Regions from separate parts of the Rattus norvegicus genome. Here region 1 is linked to region 2. The links are chromatin contacts, called in public Hi-C maps. All regions are on one chromosome and are shown on one strand. Each heading gives the region's core, a stretch centred on a gene start, on an enhancer-like site or on the middle of the called end of the contact. The rest is flanking DNA. Distances are from core to core; before and after follow the strand shown. Region 1 overlaps Kcnd3 (potassium voltage-gated channel subfamily D member 3). Region 2 holds the start of Kcnd3 (potassium voltage-gated channel subfamily D member 3).

The links. Hi-C and Micro-C count contacts between places; a contact is called where the count stands out from the background.
Region 1: a Hi-C map of prefrontal cortex shows a contact between it and region 2, with 7 times the contacts expected there. The contact joins the enhancer-like site here to the promoter of Kcnd3 in region 2. A contact is called at or near these places in 4 of 12 Hi-C or Micro-C datasets (Schwann cells, frontal cortex, mammary epithelial cells and 1 more) and 1 of 1 datasets of contacts at active chromatin or transcription factors (oligodendrocytes).

Annotation. Positions count from the first base shown.
Region 1 is chr2:195,832,501-195,839,981 of GRCr8, reverse strand. It overlaps Kcnd3 (potassium voltage-gated channel subfamily D member 3), which reads right to left. Exons shown (of 8, transcript NM_001270962.1): 4 at 5,128-5,229; 5 at 4,705-4,794; 6 at 3,223-3,279; 7 at 1,917-2,164; 8 at 1-1,251. The coding sequence ends at 1,050. Among named protein-coding and RNA genes, the nearest start is that of Ddx20, 19 kb to the left of the region's middle. Within about 2 kb of position 2,006, at least 5 of the 93 cell types and tissues checked have an H3K27ac peak or open chromatin away from gene starts, as enhancers often do.
Region 2 is chr2:195,622,370-195,629,543 of GRCr8, reverse strand. It overlaps Kcnd3 (potassium voltage-gated channel subfamily D member 3), which reads right to left and starts at 3,228. Exons shown (of 8, transcript NM_001270962.1): 1 at 3,211-3,228.

The DNA of each region.
Region 1 (7,481 bases), core at 757-3,256, 210 kb before region 2:
GGCATAGCAGAAACAACTGCTTTCTGAGGTTGCTGATTTCAATTTCAAGACCACCCCCCCACCTAAACTGCAAAGATAAGTGGTTCCAATTAAAAGGGAAGCACCTCTGTTCATAATATAGACTTACCTCACCCTTAAACTCAGCCCACTGGCTTCCTTTCTTTTCTGTATTGGCATTCACTCGGCCTGACCCCAGGCACAAGTCTGCAGTACTTGGCAGTGACGGAGAAGGATTTACTGTCCACGGCGAGACAGATGGTTGGACACAGAAACAGCCAAGGTGAAGCAGATAGGTACAGAGACAAAGGAGACGGACGGACCAACGGAGCAGAAGGTTTGCTGTGTGGTTGCTTGACAGTTCTGTGCAGGTCAGCTGGGCAGTGAGGGCCCGGCTAAGGTGACCTCACCCATCCAGGGAATGGGGAGAGAACTCAGCAGTAACTGACTTTGAGCCTAAAAGCTTTTGCTATAAAAGAAGAAAAATAAAAACCAACCTCACAAAATGCATTGTTTTGGTTTAAAGGTGTTGGGTTCGTGGAGAAAAACATTTCACGAATATCCATTGATGATTTTGTTTTCCACCTTTTCCCATGAATAAATATTATCCATTAAGATCCTTGAAAAAGGTGCTTAAATACACAGTGTTATAATTTCTTCCTGTTTGCATGTGACGACTCGGCCTCTGGGCTGCTCTTGGTCTTGTGTTTTCCTCACTGGGGTCTCCAGAAACAACTGTTATTTGGTCTGAGGTACCCCCACCAGGCCCTGTCCAGGCAAGCAGCCTGCACCCCCTAATGGCCAATCCCCTACCCACCCCCTCCCTTCCTCTGGCCCCAGTAAGATGCAATGTCACAGGGCTATGTCCACTCCAGCAGGGGGATCCTTGGGTACCCTTTGCTGTTTCCTTTCCCTTCCAGGCACAAGTCTCAGTGCTGGAGGTGCAATGGGGCAGGCAGAAATAGTGGGAGGGAGTGGTCCCAGTGGCCACCCACCAACATGCCAGCCCCCTTTACTCCCCACTACCCCCTCAGGCCCTCTGTCCAGTGTTTTTACAAGGCAGAGACCTTGACAACATTGCTGGTTATGGAAGGAATGTTCGTGTTGGGACCTGGGCTGGCAGGGGGTGGCCGACTTTCTCCCTCTGGGGTTAGAGCTGGGGGAGTAGGGATGCTGATGATGGCTGTTGTAATCTGGGATGTTTTGCAGTTTGGTCTCAGTCCGTCGTCTGCTTTCAAATTAAGGCTGGAGCGACTGGGATAGAAAAGAGTGAAGTGAAAATGGTTCCTGCTATTGGCACCCAGTTCTCCCTTGATTCCCTGCACTGTTTTTGCTCTATGTTCTATCAAGGAACTCAATGGCCCTTGATCTCTCCCTTTAATAATCAGCCTTTAATTGCCATTCTAACTATTATTAACAATTACCAAATCATGCAGATAGTACTTATTCCCAGCCCAGTGGACTTATCACTTGTGATGCTATGATCTTTACGTTTTCTGAACTCTCTAACTTATTTGGATTAATGGGGAATGGCTTAAATACAGAGAAGGAAAGGTCCACTTGTGACTCACATTCAGCTTGGAATTAGCCGTATATACCACACAGCTGAGAAAAGTATTTTCTTAGGAAAATGACCATAGTCCATCTTTTCAAGTTTTGAATTCGTTCTGAGTCCCTCACCCCCACCACTTAAACCCACTTTTGACCTACACTGCTACAGTATCATCCTATAGCCCACGGAGACCATTGGATTAACTTTAGTGCAGAAGAAGGTAAGTGGGGGAGGAAAACAGAGGGGCCCCATGCAGTAGATAAAGGGAGCCACTAGGGGATCCCCGAGGTTCTAATGCTGAGCTTGTTTAATTCTGGAAAGGGAATGACTCAAGACTTTGGGGGTGGCAGGAATGGAAGCCACCCACCTAGTGGTGAGGGAGGGCTGCTCACTGCCCTGGATGTGGATGGTGCTGAGCTCTTGCATGCTGCGCAGGCGGGTGGCCGGCAGGTTGGAGTTGGGCAGGTGCGTGGTCTTCTTGCTACGGCGGGAGCAGCAGGTGGTGGTGAGGCCCGAGTGGCTGGACAGAGAAGGGCTTCTGGTGGATGGGTAGTTCTGCATTGAGCTCTCCATGCAGTTCTGCTCAAACATCTGCTCATCAATAAACTCGTGGTTCTGTGGGAGGAAGGAGAGAAAGTGAAAAAGAAGAAAGGAGGAAGGGCAGAGCTCCAGTCTCTGTCTGGCTGCCTGTCTGCTTGGGGCTGCCCGGATTACAGATAAGTGTTTGGGAGGGGTTTCATTTCCACAGGTGTCAACGTCAAAAGAATCAGATTGGCATCCCTGGGCATTAGATTGGGCAGGGACACAGTTGTTCAATCATTGTGTTTCATATACTCCATCTACAGCTTTGAGAAGAAGGACGAGAAGAGACCTAGTGGTATCATCAGAGCTGGAATCGATTTTTTTCAGTAAGCTCAGAAGTCATTGAATCTGAGTTTTCTTGTTCATCTTTACACATCTGGTGACTTATAAGTGTGACATAAGTTTGTAAACATTTTGGACCTTTCATAAAGTTGGAGGAACATTGTCCTTGAATGCAAAGGGGTCAAATTGCCAGGGCTAAGATTTTTTTTTAAATCTTTTTCTTTCCCTCTAGTTATAGCATACGGATCCTTAACTACCTGGCAGTACAGGATTCCCTGGGTCCTAGGGATTTCCTAGTGTAAGCATGGGAAGAGAATATTAACAGGGTTTTGACTGGAGGCCACAAGAGTGGCTTGTATGTAGCTAAAGCCAGGACAATTTGAAAGTTGCTGCTTGGCTAAGGTGATTAAAGCTCTGTGGCATTGGTAGTGAGGCTAAGACTGTCAGAATAAGGAGAAAGAGAAGTGTAAGAACAGTTCAGATAAAAGAGTCCCCTGTCAGCCAATACCAGGAGTTTCTAGGAAACTTGGGAGGTAGCATAGAGCTTGGCATTCAAGAGGAAACCTTGAAGCTGAATCCCACTGTCCCCTCTTAGCCCCTGGGAAGGTCAAAGGGAAGAATAGGAAAGGAAATTGGGTAGTTTGGGTGCAAAACCACTGGGAGCCTGAGCTGGTACTGGGTGTGACAGCAGAGACAGCATAAGCCCAGGAAGAATCAGCTGCACATGCAGAAAACCAGGCTAGGGGTAAGCAGAGTAGATCCACAGACTCAAGAGTCAGAGAAGAACAAGTGAATTTATAAAGTTATACCTTGATGGTGGAGGTTCGTACAGACAACAGGGGATCATCCACAAGATAGGATAACCCCTACAGGACAACATGCCAACAGAAGATAGAAACACCATTGGTTGTACATTCCAGCATTCCAGTCTTGACATTCAATTTCTCAATCCCAGCATTCCACCCCCCAAGTTCAACATTCCAGCCCCTGTTGCCAGCATTCTGCTCTTGTCCCAACATTTCACCCCTTGGTTCTGATAGGAGCCTGCTGAACCCAACATTCACTCTTTCCACACCAACATTCTTCTCTTCCTATCTCAACATTCCGCCCAGGGGTCCCACATTCCTTCCCTAAAATCTGGCATTCCAATATCCCATCCCTGCAATCAATCCAGCATTCTCTCAGATTCAGCATTCCATCCCTCCAACCCCAGCATTCCATCTCTTAAACCCCCAATGCCAACATTCCAGCCCTTCAAACCCCAAGGTTTTCACCCATGTCCTTTAAATGTATACATTCCACCCAGCACATGCAACTTGGAATGGGCAGTGGGGTCTGGGCCTATCCCATTGGCAAGCTCAGTTTCCTCAGGAGAATTTCTAGATATGCATAGATGGTTTTTGACCATAGATGTTGGGACCTGTGTTTACAGAGCACTTTCCATTCAGAAGATCTCATGGGGTTTCAACTGTCATCCATGGTATCCATTTTTGGCTTTGAGTAAGGGGTATCTAGCATCTGGGAGGCCAGGTTATGAGCTACTAGGAATTAAGAAGTTCCTTTCCAGAGTGTGCTGAGCCCTGACTCTAGGGTCCAGGGAACTTCTGGAAAGGAACAGGAGGATGTTCACTTCAGCTTTCTCTTCTGACTTCTCCCACCCTATGGTTCCTAGCACCTTTTGCCAAGGGTTCAGGGTTGGCCCTACTGCCCTTCCTCTCAGGCTGTCAATAAGGCACAAGCATCATTCCCATTCCAGCTGGGGCACCCTATGCCATGATCCCCTTAGCATTTGGCCTTTCACAATCCGAACTCCATACAAAACTGCCAAGTTACTAAGTGGGGTTGGGAATGATAAATTCTTGGCTAAAGAATATATATTCTGCCTCCTTCATTAATGTAGGCATGAAAGGGACCCATGGATTGCATCAACTCAGCTACAGGGGTGGGATGAAAATCTACCCTCAGGCTCAGCTTGAGTCTTTGAGGGTGATGTCCATTAGAACTAAGGGATGAAAAACAAAAGTTAGTCTTCAGTAATCAAAACACATGTTGGTGTTACAGGGGAATGGGAAGGCTATGGGAATGGCTTCTTCTCTAGAGCTGTAGGACACAGCTGATCTCTTACTCTGGTGACCTTGCCTCACCCCTTAGGGTCTTCATCCTAGAGGCTGAGAGACTATGGTTTTGGATAGGAAGGGGATGGATTAAACTATCTGGCCTAGGATGATAATGTGCGTACAGTCTTGGAAGGTCAGGGATGAGGCCTGAGGGGGCAGTAGGCTGGAACTCACAGTGGTCTTTTCTAAGCAGTGTAGCAGGTGGTGGTGCTGGCTCTCGATGAGTGACGTGGTCTTGCCCATGTGCTCCTCTTCTGGGGTGCCCTAGTGAGAAAAAAAATCAAGGATACGGCTGATGTCTTCTCCTCTCTCCAGCCTCTCCATTTCCTCATAGAAGATAGAAGGACATGGAAAAATCTTGATAAGCCATACTAGGACTTATCACCATAAAACATACTGGTCTTGGGCTGGGGGCCCTTGTCAACAGTGGGTTTATGGGCTGCAGTGATATTTTCTGGGAGAGATATGTTGGTGGGAACATTTGGAAACATGTCTCTGTCAGAGTCTAGATTGAAGCTTTCTGGGGAGTGCTGGTATGTGTGGATGAGAAAACATGTTTCTATTTTATCTACTCTGCCAGGTCTTCTGGACACTTACGGTCAGCTCCAGAGCTTCATTGAGGAGTCCATTGCGCTTGCTGTGCAGGTAGGCATTGGAGCTCCCTGTTTTGGCCACACGGATTCTGGCAAGGCGGGCCTTCTGTGATTGGCAGACAATAAGAGAGACAATAAGATACGAGAAGAGCGAGCCTGGCAGAGCCCATGACAGCAGCTGCCCACTGAGCTGCCCCAGCATTGTCTGAGAAGGGAAAATGAGCTCCTGTGGTCTCACCTTATGCAGCTCTATAAGATGATAGAATGGATCTGAGACCCGTGTACCTACTTTTGCAATTTAGCCATGGTCAGGACTCCAGGAATCTTCACAAACATTCAGCCTGGGTAGAGTCTTGGTAGAAGGAATATCCCAGTTTCAAGTTCTCTCTCCTGAAGCATTTGTTACCTTTCCCAATCAGTATTTCACAATGGCTTATGCCATTTGATTATCTCCTGTCCCTAACGAGACTGTATAGACCCTAGAGGACTGTGTGTGCTAGCTGTCCTGATTCTCTTCTGGATTCCAGTGTGGTTTGTTCCTCACATGCTTTAGGTTCCCGAATAATTATGAAAAAAGTGAAGAGAGCAATGGTACCAGCCACACCTCTTAACTGCCTTGTCCGTTTCCTCCTAGTACTTACCACTAAGGCAGCATACCTGCTTGTCTTGCTGCAGTTTCTCTCCTGTGGTAGAACGTAAGCTCTGGAGGGCAGGTGGTTTGCCTTCTTTGTTACCACGAGGCTCTTTATCTTTTTAAAGTTAAGAAGTGTATTTATAGGTCCACGACTGACTTTGGAAGTTATTAGTAGATACATCAATGGATGTATCAATATACATCTATGCTGCGCACAGAAGTGGGACGGATATACTGTATATAGAGGTGGGCTGGTGTACATGTGCAAAAAGGAACATATTCCAGTATATCACTTTGGCTTTACCTACCATGACTGGAACCCTTCCTGGGAAAGTCCTCAACAGACAACCCCCTGACCCCCACCCCATAGAAGGGCTGATAGCATCTTGGGCCAAGCTCATCTTGATTGCTGAGGGAATAGGAAAGGCTGGGCATATGATATATGCTGGCTGCTCTTTTTTTTCTCCATTAATGACTATTAGCCATAACAACAGTATAGCAAAAAACAGAGCACCAAACATCTAGTCTGGGACTGGAGGAAAGTCCTTTGGCTTAAAGTACATAGCTTGGGCTCTGTAGGTCTAGAACCAGCTCTAAGATAGTGCTGTAAGACAAAAAAGAGCCCATGAGATTCTTGTCCTACTCTGGAGTGGATGGTCCTCTTCCTGCCTCTGGGTACAATGACATGTACCTGGACTCTGAAAGAAGGAGTCTGGGGAGTTGTGGCAATTTTCATTTCTTGTTATCCTCTCCCAGCTATCCTGCCTTGGTTGGTTCACATGCTAAGAAAAGGCCATGAACTGTCCCCTGTTTCCTGGCAACTCTCCCACTGTCTAGCATCTCCTTGTGGGGACAATTTAACTCTTTTCCTTGGTCTTTGAATGTAGGGAAGAGGCTAGAACTAAGTTTGGAAGGTCTTCCTATAAATCCAAGGATGGCTGCTCCTCTACATGGAGAGAATGAAGAGGAAGACATACAAAAGAAAGGCCCATGGGCTGCTCCTGTCACTCCCCATTTCTGAGAACCATTTATTCATTCATTCATTCACTCCATGTCCAAGACGAGTCTGCCTAGTAACTCCGCTGCCTCCCTCCCATGGTAGATGCTGATAGTCAAGTGACTTCCTCACAGCTCATGGAGTTGGCTGCTGTCACTTTGGGGGAAGGCGAGGTATTGAGGCTGCATATGGAAATCCAATTGTGTAAAGCTCATTATAGCCTTATATAATCTGATTGCCACTTACAGCCAGACCTTTCTCATATGTAGGCTCTGTCTTTATTACTTTCCGGAGATGAAAGGTTCTCCTGTCCTCCTCTGTGGCACTTCTTTTAATCTTATCTCACTCTGGATTCTATTAAAGTAGAAGATTGTCACATCAAACATAGCGTATCATTTAATCATTCCCAAGCGGGATTCAGAGGTTTGAGGCATGCTTGCAGAACAGTATCCTTCCATGTAAAACGGGGTGGTGCTCTCTGCTTGGTTTTGTGTTCCTGACGGTCAGAGCCTTGGGCTTGTGCACATTCTTTTATTGCCAGCATCCAGTGCAGGCTCAACACTGAGCAGGAGTTCAAGCAAAGCTTGTGGTAGCCAAAGGAGGAAGAGCAAGCACGGTTGGCTGGAAGTCTGCTTATAAAGCTATTGTAAATGGACCCAGTCTCTGTGTGCATTGGTCAGTTTCCACTCTCCTCCGCAACCATAAGGACGCCATGAAAGATAAGAGA
Region 2 (7,174 bases), core at 1,979-4,478:
TCAAGTCATGTTTCCCGGGCACTGACAAAGCTCTGGGCATTGTCCAAGGCACGTTTGCATATCACATAACATTAATTTATTTCCCAGAAAAATCCTACGATGTTTCTACCTATTAGCGACAGGAAAAAATTGCCCAAGCCCCAGAAGTTTCCCTCAAAGTGGCTAAGTCAATGTATATATTCGTGGACATTTTTCAATACAGACCACTGTCTGGCTCACTGCCAAATGGCTTTCCTGAACTAGGTGCAGCCCAATCCTGATGCTCCCGTAGAAGTAGGCAGCGGAGAGCACAGGCTCTGGGGACCCTTCAGTCTGTTTTGGTACTATCCCGAACTTTTGGGAGCAAGTCACTGTTAACTTACTGGGTTGCTGACTCCTCATCTGTAAAATGAAGGAGCTAGAAAAGACTGTGACAGAGGACCCATCGGTTCTAACGATTCTCCTGGATCCAGGACACAGAGGCTACAGCTCTAGTCTCTCTGAAACTGCCTTATGATGGCTGCCCATGCAGAGCGGGAAGTAGAGCATCTGGGTTGGTTGCTGTGGGGATGCAATTAGCCTGAGCCTCATCTCAGCAGAGGGAGTTCTGGGAATTCCTGATGAGGCTGATGCCCAGAACAGGGCACACGACCTGCATCACTTGGAACCCAAGGCAATCTAAGACCTAGTCCACCCACAGAAACCCCCTCATCCTCCTAGAATGGAAGAGGGCTAGGCCTCAGGCCCCTCCTGGCCCCTTCACTCATGACCCCTAACAGCCCTGTTGTATCTGAGATGGGCACTGATGGGGGTTCAAGTGGCCAAGAAAAAGAGACTGCTGAATCAGGATGTACTCTGGAGAGCCTTGTTAGCCAGACACATGGCTCTGAGCAGACAATGCCCTTCTCCTGCCAGTGTCCCAGTACTGCCTCTTGGGTTCTAGAATCCCATTGCCGCTGCCTGGCTTTGCAAGCCGAGCTCCACGCTCTTACCCTCTACTCTGAGTCAACTCTTGTAAGGCCATGAGTAATTCACAGACTGCTTTCTGATGGATAATTGAAAGCTCAGACAGAGGCAACATCAATCCTCTCCCTATCCATCCTAAAGTCTCTTGTCCCAAGGGCAAACTTTTACCCTGTGCAGTAATCCAGGACAGTCTATTCCAAGAGGGCCATGCAAGTACCAGACTGTCTCTGGAGATTCGGAACCTATCCTTCTGGTTCAAAGTACCAAGACAATAGCAATTATCCCTTTTCTGCTTTCTGTGTGCATGTGTATATATGCACACATGGACATACATGTACACACCTGGGTTTGGAAGAAGACTATCATCCTATCAGACACCACGCTGACATCCATACCAGCCACGCCCACCACACAACCCTGCAGGGATGACCTGGCTTAAACAGGGCTTCTGCGGGTTACTGCTGCAACGCTCACCCCTAACAGCACCAGCGCCTCTCAGAGCTGGCCTGGGTATGAACCCTGCAACAGGCACTACAGTGCGGCCCCATTTCCAGCCAATGGCACCGCACACACCTCCCATACCACGGTTTTACTAGGACATGGATGCTTTACAAATGAAAACTCTGAAGCTATTTTTGTTTGTGGCAAAAGAGTTTGACGGTAGGAAAGATTTGGCTGTGGGGCGAGGTGGGGATGCAGGAGGGAGCGATTAAAACCAGGTAAACGGAGAAATGCCAAACATGAAAAATCCAGAAGAAAAGAGAACACGTTCTCCTGCTGCAAAAAGTCAGGGCCTGCTAAGCAGCTTCTATTTTAGACGCAGAGGGTCAAAAAAAAAGAGGCAGACCTCCTGTCCTGGGGTTTGACACTTCACCTGAGCACAGACACAAAGCAGCAAAAATGTCACATCACCAAGACCTGCCCTTCAATGACCTCGGAGGAGAGTCATCAGAAACCAGAGCTGGTCTTGGGAACTGTTTCATGCCCCCAGGGAGTCTGTCCCATGTCTGCAGGACTTTGTTGGGTATAAAATGAGCATGGGGAACCAAGCTGGAGATCCTTGGGCCACAGGCCTGGGACATGCAGGTCCTCTTCTTTACAGTGCCACTCCTAGGATGGCCAGTGCAGTTTCCCCAAACTCTTTCTCCGGCCTCCTCAACAGCAAAAGGGAACAAGCTGTTAATCTTTCTTCCTCTGGAGGTCCCTTGTGTACTTGGGTCTTATAGCATTCAAGACGCGACACGGAAAAATAGACCCATCAGCTCCTTTCAGTGGGCCGGTATGTGCCCACATGGGGAAACGTACACATGCGTTGCATTGAATGTATGCCCAGGTGCCCCCCTTTCTTTCCGAGATTAAGCATCCAGGCTCCCTGGAAGTCACAGTAAATAAGGCATCGATTCAAGCATCACCTACATTCATGCATGACCACCCTGTAAAACCTGGTTGCGGATTGCATTGTGCCGCCTATCACCCCGTGAAAGTTCAGAGGCTCCGTCAAATACACGGAGACTTTTTGTTGCCTTGATTTCAGGTCTGGAACCTCAGCCTGTTGCTGACTTATCAAGGCTGCCCGGGATGAAAGGAGAACAACGTGGGCTGAATCAAATGCCAGCACTAAGAAAGCACAGGAATTTAGTTGATTTCCAGGTAACTTCTCTGCCCATCCCCAGTGTAAACACCCTGTTAAAGCAAAAGAGTATTTGAAACCCCTTCCCCGGGGCCTCTCGTGACACTTATGGGACCTTTGCTGGGGATCACGGGGTGGAAGATGTGCCAGGCAAAAAGCTGGACTAGCCCCCAATCTCTAACAGGCACAACACAGGCTCGCCTGGCTGGAGAACTTTGCGAAGCGCCCCAAACAGCTCCTAGCTTCCACTCTCAGCCATTTCTCTTCTCAGCTCACAAAGAGCGGGGACACAGCAAACCGTCGCCACCTGCAGCCAGATCCCCGGGCGCTGATTCTGGCGCCCGGCGAGGGAAGGCAGGCCAATGGCAAGAGGGCAGAGGTTCACACCCCCACCCCCAAACCTCTTTGCGCCACAGTGCCCGGAGGTGGCTCCGCAGCCGAGGGAACCGACGCCCCCAGGCCGGCTGCCTGCTCCCCCACGGCCCGGCCCCACCCCCAATCCTTCCGGCGCCCCAGCGCCCACCCACCCGGGCGCGGGAGTGGGAGGGTGCCGCGTGGGCATCCGGAGCAACAGGCGTGGGAGCAGCGCTCCTCGCACTTGCTGGCTCCGGAAGGCTCGGTCGCTTCCCTCTTACCTTCGCCGAAGCCAGCCCCAGGCCCCGCGCCCCGCGCGCGCGAGAAAGCTGCGGCCGGGGGCCGCCGAGGCGCAGAGCGCCCAGCAGCGCGAGGAAGCGCCCAGCCGCCGCCGCTCGGGCGGCTCCCCTCGCCGGCGAAGTCTCGCTCGTCCCTCCTTCACTCGGTCGGTTCGTGCGTCGGTCCGTCCGTGGGGCTGTCCCTCCCCCGCCGCCGCCGCCGCCACCGCCACCGCCGCTCCAGCCCGGGCTTGGCAGAGCGTCCCTTCCCCGCCTAGCCGCTTCGCTCTCCGGCTCGTGAGCTCCGGTTCGCTCGTTCCCTGCCCCCGCCGCCACCGATGCCGCGCAGAGCGGAGCCCGGCCGGCCACGGGCTGCCTCTCCCGAGGAGGCGGTGGGGGCGCGGCGCGGGCGGGGCGGAGAGGAGAGTCCGGGGGAGGCGGCGAGGCTGCGCCCTCCGCTCCCCACCGATCCCCACGGGCCGAGCGGCCCCAGGCCGGGCCCCAGAGCACAGAGCGGCCAGGCAGCGGAGGGAACGAGGAGGAGGACCCGGGAGCCTCGCCGCGGGAGGGTGCCCAGGGCGAGGGCGTGCGAGGGGGAGTGACTCTGCGCGAGGGTGTGTGTGTGTGTGTGTGTGTGTGTGTCTCGCGCGCGTGAGTGGGGGGGCTGCAGCGGGGGGGCGGGGAGACTAGGCAGAGCCTGGTGCGTCTCCCCAGGAGAGTGGAGGAATCCTAGGGTGTGCCTGGAGGTGGTAGTGGAGTGTGCCGACGCGAGTGTGAGCGCGTGTGCCGGCGAGGGTGGGCATGGGGAGAGCGTGGCAAGGTGAGCTTGGCTTGGGGGTGGGGGAGGAGCCGGGCGTGCGGCGTGATCGTGAGTTCGGGGGCGTGTTGAAAAGAGGTGGCAGGGAGCGCTGGCGTGTATGCGCGTGGAGTGTGTACACTTAACTGGATGTCTGTTTCCCATTCACTGCCCACGGGGCAGAGCAACTAACTCCTCCTTGGTCACCTAGTGAGGTGCAGCCGGTCGCCCACAAGCTTCCAGACTGACCCTGAACTGTCAGTTGCATGTGCTGGAAAGATCCCAAAGAAGACAAACTGCTTGTCCTACAGGAGTGAGAGAGGGCATGGGCAGAGGTTCAGGATTCACTCCAGTGTCCCATCACAAATATCCAGAATTAAGATTGGGGGTTTGGGAACTTTCATTTCTCTCTTTCCAGAGTGGGTCCAGGGTCTGGATGCTTTCCAGAAGCCCAAAGTTCCCTTTTGCTTAGTACTCGGACCCAGCGTGAGGAGTGGGAGGCCCACGGGTGCGTAGTGCCCAGCCGAGAGTTCCATGACCACCGCGGCAGCACGAGTAGCGCGCAGTCCTGGCTGCTAAGCCAAACCGTGGCCGGCTTTCCCTGTGTCTCCGTGTCTCCGGCCTGGGTGCTGGGAATCCCGGGCCTGGAGATCGCGAAGCAGGCTGCTTCGTGCCTCTGTCGGGACCGGAACGCTGTGGCTTGAGAGATGGCAGCTCTGAATATGGAGAGGTGTGTGGTGAGACACAAAAGCAGAGGAAAGAAAAATGTGTGGCGAGGGTGATGGTGTACTTGGCAGGACGCGTCTTTAAATGTGGCTGGAAAAAGACCTTCCTGAGTCAAGAATAGGGTTTCTGGCTTGTGGCAAACGGAGCCTACTCCAGAGTAGCAGTTATTGAGGTCTCAGCTACTCTGGGCCTCCCGTACTTTGGAGCTTACTAGGCTCACTTACTCCAACCAAAGCTCCTTTAAATGTGTCAGTCTGAAAGGTGTACAATTGGCCCTTCAAGAGGTGGGCGTGGACCCCATTAACATTTGCCAAGAGTCCTAGAACCCTGTGGGATTTGCATACTCATTTGCATACAGTAATAATGATTAACAACACTGCCACTCCCTGGCCAACCCTGGAAGAATTCAGGGAAGGCCCTGGCAGGGATTCTCCCTCCCTCCTCTATCTGGGAAAGAGGTTTTTGTGGTTGCTGCAACTGCTGCTAGTGGTGGTGGGGTTTTTGTTTTGGTTTGTTTTGGTTTTGATTTTGATTTTGTTATAACCTCAGTTGAAGTAAGTGACTCTTCAGAGTAGTTACTCTGTCTCTGAGTGGTCTGGTCTCAATGGGGACACACTTTCACTGCCCAACTTTGGAGCAGTGAAAATCCAATATTTTATTTCTGTTTAAGTTTTAATTTCCTGTACATTCTTGTCATTGTTCCGCACCATAAAGGTAATTCCAGGACCGAGTTTCCAAAAACTGTCAGGGGAGTAATGGTTACCTGAGAACATCACCAGACTCTTGGAGTAGTCTACTAACAGGACAACTTGTGGCCTCTGGGGCTTTGTAAGCCAGGACACTCAGTCACCCTGCCCCACCCCCTCCAATCTCATTCCTCGGATGATCCTACTTAGTAGTCTAAGTGCAGTGCCTGTGCACTGCTCTCCTTTCTGTCTCTAGTATCTGGAGAAGAGTAAGGGAGACTGGGATTTCTAGTTCAGGCCACTGTGGGTTTTGTTTACATTCTCCTTGAGGCTGGGTGGTGAGGAGAAAAGAGGTATCTGGATGAGGTTTGAGCAGCATTGTCCAAGAGACACTGGATACCCTCCATCTCATCCCGGAATCTCCCTAGCCATGCCTGTTGACTCCTTCCCCCTCTGCCTCTGGCCCAGCCTGGCCGGGATTTTTCACTTGCTTTTCCCCCATGACACGGCCGCTTTTCCTTTAACTCTCAGCTTCTATTTAAAAAGCTAATTTGGGAGCTTGTCGATGCTCCCAATTCAGACATTTTAAATAGGAACTGAAAGTCAGGAGCTGCCAGGGCAGTAGGTTTCCTCCTCTTACCACTGACAGGGCTGAAGTGTTGGTTCAGTCACTCAGGCCGTGTGTGTGTGTGTGTGTGTGTGTGTGTGTGTGTGTGTGTGTGTGTGTGTGTTGCAAGCTCAGGGTATATTTCAGGTTATCTTTTCTATTTAAAGACAGTGCTCCTATGGAAGACTCTGTGTGTGTGTCCGTGCGTGTCTGTGTCCTTTCCAAGCTGTGCACACATAAGGATTCTTCCTTAGTCCCGAGGCTCTGGCCGCTATTTGAGGAGCTTGTAGCCATGTGGACTGTGAGAGGAAGGAGCTCAAAGTCTGCTCCTTCTTTGCTGACATACCAGGCTGTTGTTTCTGTGCCGTTCTCTCTAGCACTGTTGTACTCAGGCTTGCTCTTTGAGGCTTGTCTGGGTTTCCTAAAGGGTCGCTCTTGCCCTCACTTCTTGTGGCTGTCCTACTTCGATTGTTTGTCCGTGCTGACCAAGCATTTTGAAGTTGGGACTCTTCTGGGGGTCACAAGCTTTTTACGTTGAGAATGTCCTGTACCTTGAAGGGGAAAAACATACTCTGAGGTCAGAGTGATAATAAGTTTTGAACCTGTCTCTGCTGTTAGCCTAGCTGTGGGACCATAGGGAGCTTACTTAACCTCTCTGTGCCTTTCCCCCCTCATCTCTAAAATGTCCAATGATAAAATTGCAGCTCTTCAGTGACTATCATAGATAACATACTTAGAATGATGCCTGGAATTTGGGCAGTTGGTTGTTTAAGATAGGAAGTACAGAGAAATCTGTCTAGGGAAAAAGTGAGAACTGCCAGATTGTGTGCGGGTGCATGGCACATACATTAAACCAATATGCACATGACAGTACAAATGCCAAGCCAGAGTCCATCGGGTCAAATTTTATCTCATGAGGCAATCTGTGTCCCCAAGACACAGCATAAAGGAACAGAGACAGTTAAAGGGACAGGGATGAGGAAAGAGCTCAGCAATCCAGATGCCCATAGGAAATGTCCAGGAAGTGAGCTTTATGCAGAAGGAATCAGTTCCAAGTCCTGTTTGTCCACAGGCTCCAACCTCCCTGCTTTACCCAAGCATTTATCCAAGCACATACAGGCAGGTTCCAGGAAACGAAGCCGTGGGGAGTAT